2 separate regions of the Macaca mulatta genome follow, and region 2 is linked to region 1. Evidence: chromatin contacts called from public Hi-C data. All regions are on one chromosome and are shown on one strand. Each heading gives the region's core, a stretch centred on a gene start, on an enhancer-like site or on the middle of the called end of the contact. The rest is flanking DNA. Distances are from core to core; before and after follow the strand shown.

What was found. A called contact is a pair of places that touch in the nucleus more often than the background predicts.
Region 2: a contact with region 1 is called in a Hi-C map of cortical neurons, with 5 times the contacts expected there. The contact joins the promoter of DDX18 here to the promoter of CCDC93 in region 1. A contact is called at or near these places in 3 of 14 Hi-C or Micro-C datasets (CD4 T cells, cortical neurons and fetal cortex germinal zone).

What each region holds. Positions count from the first base shown.
Region 1 is chr12:19,498,385-19,502,012 of T2T-MMU8v2.0, forward strand. CCDC93 (coiled-coil domain containing 93) reads left to right here and starts at 2,023. Exons shown (of 24, transcript XM_077956867.1): 1 at 2,023-2,662. The coding sequence starts at 2,261. It overlaps LOC144333367 (a long non-coding RNA gene), which reads right to left and starts at 2,703. Exons shown (of 2, transcript XR_013401954.1): 1 at 2,537-2,703; 2 at 960-2,272.
Region 2 is chr12:19,684,854-19,688,724 of T2T-MMU8v2.0, forward strand. DDX18 (DEAD-box helicase 18) reads right to left here and starts at 1,555. Exons shown (of 12, transcript XM_077956868.1): 1 at 1,366-1,555. The coding sequence starts at 1,450.

The DNA of each region.
Region 1 (3,628 bases), core at 773-3,272:
TAACCTGCTCTGTTTCTGACCTGGGCCAGTTCACCACTCCTTAGGCAACCTCGCTCCCTGGAGGTCACTGTATTGATGCCAGTCTTAGTGCAGATATCTGACTGGCATAGCTTACTAAAGCCCAGAACTCTGGAACTCAAGCGATTTTCCTGCGTCAGCCTCCCAAGTTGCTGGGGCTACAAGCAGGTGCCACCTAGCCCTGTTCAAACTTTCTTGACTGATATCATGGCTGTTTTGCTGAGACCTTTTTTTTTTTATTTTTATTTATTTATTTTTTTTAAGCATGCCCCATGCCCCTCAACTCTGTTGCTGTCACCCTATACCTGTCGTAACAACATAGGACAGTTTCTTTTCTTTCTTTTTTTTGAGACGGAGTTTCGCTCTTGTTGCCCAGGCTGGAGTGCAGTGGCACAATCTCAGCTCACCGCAACCTCCGCCCCCCAGGTTCAAGTGATTCTCTTGCCTCAGCCTCCCGAGTAGCTGGGATTACAGGCACGTACCACCACGCCCAGCTAATTTTGTATTTTTAGTAGAGACAGCATTTCTCCATGTTGGTCAGGCTAGTCTCGAACTCCCAACCTCAGGTGATCCGCCCGCCTCGGCCTTTCAAAGTGCTGGGATTACAGGCATGAGCCACCACACTTGGGAAGGACAGTTTTTTACTGAGGAAATTAGCTACTCGTCCTTATTTAAAACATTGCAGAAGTATTATAACAGGAAACTCAGGGTGTGGCCTGAGTCCTGTTATTCTCCAGGTCTTAGTCTCCAGGCTGCTATTATATACAGCTGTTTAGGCTTGCCTGCTCTATGAGATCTTACTACCTGTTCCTAGGCATCAGTACCTGTCTGGTCACTCAACAGTGGCCACAAATGATTGTCACTCTCCATGCCCCATCAACCTATACCATTTCAGTGAAGGACAGTTTTAAAACTACAAAAACAACACATTTGGGAAGTTATGAGAGTAGAAATTGAGGTTTATTGGCTTTACAAAGCATAAGAGCAAGATATACCACACAGGAGGGTTCCCGTCTCAATACCTTAACTTGCATATTCACATTATTCAAATTATTGGGGACCAGGGGTTGGGGATGGTGCACAGTTTTGAGTAATATTTGCTAGTTATATTTAAGAACAAAATGGTGTCCTTAGGGCACTTCCAACTACTTGTGAGCTCTGGCTCCAGACAAACCACTGTCTATCAGGATAAACTCCAGGAGGAGTACAAAAGGTGCAAAAATAAAATAAAAATAAAATAGAAAACATCACTGCATATATATATACACACATATATATACACACACACATATATATACACATATATACATATACACACATACATATATATAATTTTTAGACAGGGTCTTGCTCTGTCACCCAGGCTGGAGTGCAGTGGTGTTATCATAGCTCATTGCAACCTCAACCTTCCCGGCTCAAGCAATTCTCCCACCTCAGCCTACCGGCTAGCTGGGACCACTGGCACCCGGCTAATTTTCTTATTTTTTTGTAGAGATGGAGGTCTCACTATGTTGCCCAGGTTGGTCTCCAACTCCTGGGTTCAAGCGATCCTCCTGCCTCGACCGCCAAAGTGCTGGGATTACACGCATGTGTCACCGCGCCTGCCTACTCTTTTAAAGATGCTAGGGATGCAAAGAAGGGAGGAAAGCAAACACAAAACCTTTTTGATCTCAAGGAGCTAAGTGTCTGACACTTCCCATCCCACACACATATACAGAGGGAAGCAAAAGTTTTCACGGAAGTCATCTCTTTCCTCATCGCTTAAAAGAAACAAAAAGCCAAGAGCCGTTTTGGAGCGGGTGTGGGGGCCTGCGACCTCTTGTCTAGTTGCCATCCTCCGGGACCGACAAGGGGTACACCAAATAAGGGACGCGGCGGCTAAAATGACGTGAACACAGGAGTCCGCAGTCTCTGAGATGTCATTCCTCCAGGAAGACCCAGAAACCGTGAATGGGGCGGGGTGGTGGGCAATATCTAAAGCGAGGTTTCCTGGGATCGCGATGCCACTGGCCAGGACGCTGGAGAGGGCAGCCGGCATGAAGAATTCCTTCTCAAGGGGTCCGTTCCTGGGATGTATATGGAGAAATCTGTCCAAGCGTGCGTTTCTAAGGGCTAGAGCTGGGCATGCATTCAGAATCCTCAAGCTCATGTGTACTTGGACTCTGACCCTGAAGCGAGGGAGTTTCCGAAGTCTGATTCACGGAGGAGACAGGACCCACTTGGGGTATCCGATGCCAGCGAGATGGGAAGGGAGCTGAAATGCAAAATGTCCTCAAGATGCAGGAGGAGCACCTCTCAAGCAGCGCCTGGGAGAAAACTTCAGAGAATCGGCGCGAAGATCCAGCACAACCCCAGAACCCGCAGCCCAGCCCACTGCTCCCCGGGCTGTTGTGGCGCAGGCGCAGTGGCGCCGCGCTCAGGCCCCAGCGCGCATGCTCTGCCCGGCCGTGGCGCTCCCGGCCAGCGGCAGCAGCAGCGGCGGCGGCGGTGGCGGAGGAAGTTTCCGCTTTGCACTTACCCCGGTAGCAGCTCCGCGACAGGGACAGCTTCCTCCGGACGCTTGGCGGGCTTCGCTCTCGCCTTACGACAGCCCGGTCGGATCATGGGGTTGCCCAAGGGGCCGGAGGGCCAGGGTCTCCCGGAGGTAAGAACGCCTCCTCCTTCCCTGACACGTCGGGGTTCCTGCTAAGAGAGGGCCAAGCCGCGGGGCGGCTGACTGAGCGGGCCCTGGGTACGATAGGGGCGCCCCGCCCCCTTCCTCAGGTGTATCCACCTCGGGGAAGCGCCGACCCTCTTCTTGGAGGCGGGGAGCGGGTGCCTCTGCATGGGCAGGGAGCAGCGGGCGGGTAGGGACAAACTTAAGCCGCTCCCGGGTCTCTTGGGGCGGAGGTGGCCTTCCCAGCCCGACACCTGCCCTGACGCAGCCCCACGCGCCGGGGGTCCCTGGGCTCCCACCTTTCCCCCTGCCCGGGACAGGCTCCCCAACCACAAACTGCAGGGCTAGCCCAGGCTGCTGGGCGCTGGAGTCACGAGACCGCTGTCCGAGGCGGTCCGGGCTCGGGTGGTGCGAAGGGCGGTGACCTTGGGACGCCTACCGCCACCCCGCAGGGTCCCGGCGGCCAGCCCCACCCGCCTTGCTGTCGGGAGGGAATGCTACCCTCCTTGAATTGACCCGGACCGGGGCGGCGGGAGGAAGTTTGGGAGACTTGCGCGCACCAGGGAGGTGTCCCGCTGGGTCAGCGCGCCTGGGCGTTCGGGGTGGGACGCATGCCTGGGGTGCTGTGTTGGGGGGGACCGAGCTCTGGGCGGAAACATTGCAGCTTCTCCAGAAGAGGGCGGGGTTCTTTTCCAGAGGTGTTTGTTGAGTACTCACTTAGTGCTAGGGAGAGTCAGGAGTGGTTTGCGGATTTCCACGTTTGCTGGGAATACAGGGAAAGTGTATTCATTTTCTTTTGGCTACAAATATCACTTAGCATCTCATAGGTAGTTTGCATCTGTCGTCCCTTTCAGTTGATTTTACTCAAAGGCTAGTCTAGTTTACTGGATTCTGGAGAGAAATGGAATCCACGCCGCACCTCTGCCTTTTTCCTAAGGTTCTGGAGCAGGCATT
Region 2 (3,871 bases), core at 305-2,804, 190 kb after region 1:
ACAGTGTTTATAAAGTCTATAGTCGCGTACAGTAATGTCCTAGGCCTTCACATTCACTCACCACTCACTGACTCGCTCAGGGTAACTTCCAGTCCTGCAAACTCCATTCATGGTAAGTACTCTATACAGATGTACCATTTCTAAAAATCTCTCATGTCATATGTACCGGTATTTTTACTGTACCTTTTCTATGTTTAGATATATTTAGCAATACATACACTTACCATTGTGTTACAATTCTCTCAGTATAGTACAGTAACATGCTGTACAGGATGACAGCTTAAGAGCAACAGGCTATACTATGTAGCCTGGGTGTGTAGCAGATTTAGGTTTGTGTAACTATAAGCTGTTCGCAGAACGACAAAAGCCCCTAATGTCGCATTTCTCACAATGTATCCCCCCTCCTGTTATGTGACGCATGACTGTATCTGAGAATGTCCTTACCAAAGGCTTCCTGTGTGTTTACTGAAAAAGAGAAAACACCATCTTTTGTTCAAATCTACTTACACAGGCACTGAAAAGTAGTTAGTAACGCTGTAGTATTATTCTATAGGAATTAGAAATATAAGAGTACTTCAAAACATATTCCTAAAATTCACAAACCTATTGCCTCCTGCAGAATTTTTTTCAATTAATGTCTGTTGAAAACCTACTGGGGCAAGGCACTGTGCCTCCAACCTTTCCCTCGGGTAGTTTATATCTTAACCTGGACAATAAGTTAACACAATTACTTCAAGATCTGTGGCCCCATTGTCAGGACACTGGGACTGCAAATGAGGTAGGTAAGAAAGGTGACATTCATGTAAAATCCTTTTCATTTAGGTGACCGCGCAGGACACAAATATGTAGAAGCTCTTGTGAGAAAGTGCTACGAGTGTGTGTGGAGGTGGGTAGAGGAAGGCAATAGTATCAAAGAAGCTCTAGAAACAGCGAGACGGGCTTTCGGAGAAAGAAATACGGGAATTAAATGATGTGAAAAGTGGGTGTAAATGAGAACGTTCCATGTAGCCTAACCGGAAATGAGGGATGGGGTGAGGTGCGACTTGCAGGTGGTGAGGGAATCAAAAGGTAAGGTGGAAATGCAAAAGGCAGGGTTAGCTGCAAGCTTAGAAACGAACCGGGAGGCCTCCTGCTCTAACGCTGTAAGAAGAAACTGCTCAGAAAGGTCAGGAGCAGCGCTGGAGCCACGCGACTAGTCGGCAGCAGCGCAGGCCCCGAGTGGAGGCCGCCTTTTCACTCTCCCCAGTCACACACTCTGCAGGGGACGCTGCCTCCGTCACTCGGAGCAGCTGGGCCCCCGGCCGCCCGAACGCGCCAGGACTGGCGCGTGGGACTCCTGAGCCATCGCGAGTCAACGCATCTCACCCTGCAACTTTAGGTTCCGCTGCCGCAATTTGAGGTTGCGCTTCTCGATCTTCTTACGCAGGAGTTTCATCGGCAGGTGAGACATGGTGTCCAAGAAGTGCCTAGAACAAGGCGCCACACAGTACAGCTATTCAGTTCTCTAGAACAAGGCGCCACACGGCACCGCTACTCAGTTCTCAAGGCTGACGTTACTTCCCTTCCGGTCACATGTGCGCAGCTCAGCTAACCGGAAGTGCGTCACAGGAACGCTGGTACCCGGCGGAACGACGATGCTCCAGAGCGGAAATGCTTCCAGACGCGCGCACCACGATACCTTTAGCGACCAAAATCTTTGCATCGCCCCCTGGAGAAGTGGAGGCCAGGCCCTGCACTGGCTTCACGCTGTGCTAAAGCTAATTTGAGCACCCCCTAGAGGAAGATTGAAGAAAGAGCGTGGAGGGGAAGCCGTCCATAGGGAGTCGGCATTTTTATGTTCCTGTCCTCTGTGGGTGCAGAATTAGAGAGTTGACCCTCCCTATACCTGGGTTACCTATCTGTGGATTCAACCAACTCCCCCATTGAAAACATTACAAAAAAAAATTAAAAATAATACAGTTTAATGACCACTTTCATAGCATTTAGGTTGCATAAGGTATTACAAGTCATTTAGAAATGATTTAAAGTATACTGGAGGTTGGGTGTAAAATAAATGCAAATATTACACTATTGAATGTAAGGGTTTTGAGTATCCTAAGATATTGGTACCCATAGAGGGTCCCGGACTCAATCCCTTGTGGATACTGAGGGATGACTGTATTTGGGAAACTGAATAAAACTAAATTATATACATGCGTTTCTAAACTTGTTTGGCCACTCTCCTCAGAAATACAATTTCTGTGTCACTTGGTACACATACACACATAAATATGACATTTCTCAAAATAATATTCTTGCTTTTCACTCTATTTTTCCTCCAAGTCCATTCATTCCATCCTAAATTATTCTTTTTAGCTTACTAAAAATACCGATTGCTATGAATTTAAATTAACTTTACTACATTAATAATAGGTTGACTGCAGTTTGAAAAAGAGGTTTATATATTCCCTAAGTATACCCATGGACCCTTCAGGAGTCCAGGACAGAAATTGCAATCTGACTAGCTAATAGTCATCTTTTTTGGGGGATGGAGAGGAAGACAGGGGTATGCATACAGTATTTAGTTTTTTAAAAAATTGTTATCAACATTAAAATCCTTGGAGATTTCCATACAAATTCATATTTGTCTTTAAAAATTGGCCCAATGCACTCAAATTCCCCTTAATAGTAATCAGTTTGAGCTGAACAACTGGAAGAGTCCATGAAACCTGGATTAACCTGTTTACTTGGAGTGGCAGAACATGAGACTCTGGAGATTAGACGTGATCATAGGGAGGAACAGAGAGGGAGAAAACTTGGAAGGGAGTTTAAACAGAATGTGAAAGAATTGACTTGGAAATCACATTGGATTGGACTGGAAAACCAAGACAAACAAATAATAATGTGCTTAGATTAAGTTGTTAGTGATCAGGCAGGCTGAAGGATGAGTCAGAAATTGAAGCACACACACACACACACACAAACATTTATCTCAGTGTAAATATATATGCCAGTTTAAATTTATATATATATCAGCATATATATGTATATACACCTATGTATCTATTTATCTCTATGTACATACGTATATATTTACATGATTACATGTGTGAGTTTTGGGTCTGTGACTTTGAAATAGATATAACTGACGTCTATATAGAAAGTGCTCAAAATTTGTTATTTCCTTTATGTTGTAACTTAAATTTGTGGGGCTGTGTTTTGGTAGTAGTAATGGAAAGGTACTCCCTTTTTTCTAGAGTGACTTTTTCTAGCTAGTAGGGAAGATTGGCAGTCATTTCCTCAAAACCAGAAAAACACACATTTACGAGTTGTTTAAGACATTTAGATCAGAGAAGCCGATCCTTTGAGGTGCATGGAAATGCTTAATGTTAGGGATTGATAACCTTCTAAGAAATGTAGATAAAGCTACCAATGCCAATTCTTCTGGATTTTAAGAAGAAGAATGAGAAATTATAACATCAAATCAACTCTCAAAATTAGGGTTGAGAGTTATTTTTAACAGAGTGAATTTCTAAGGCCACATCAGCAGTTACTCTAGCAAAGAAAACAATGTCATTGGGTTAGCTACTCAAAAATTATCTGTGAGGGTGAAGTAACAATCACATGCTTCTGAAAATCCTATTGTTCCTCACAGCTGGAGCCTATCCCAGTATCTATTCAGAATGAGTATCAGTCTTTAAAACTTCTTGCTTGGGCTCTCTGTCACAGGGGTCTCTCTCCTCAGAATATGGTCATTCGCCATAAAACAATCACATAATATAGTCATTATGCAATTATTTTTTGAGCATTTTTGTGCTAAGAGTGTGTGGTAGGCATGTGCTAAATCCTGGGTATAAAATGGTGGACAAGATAGACCTGGCTCACCTGTGTG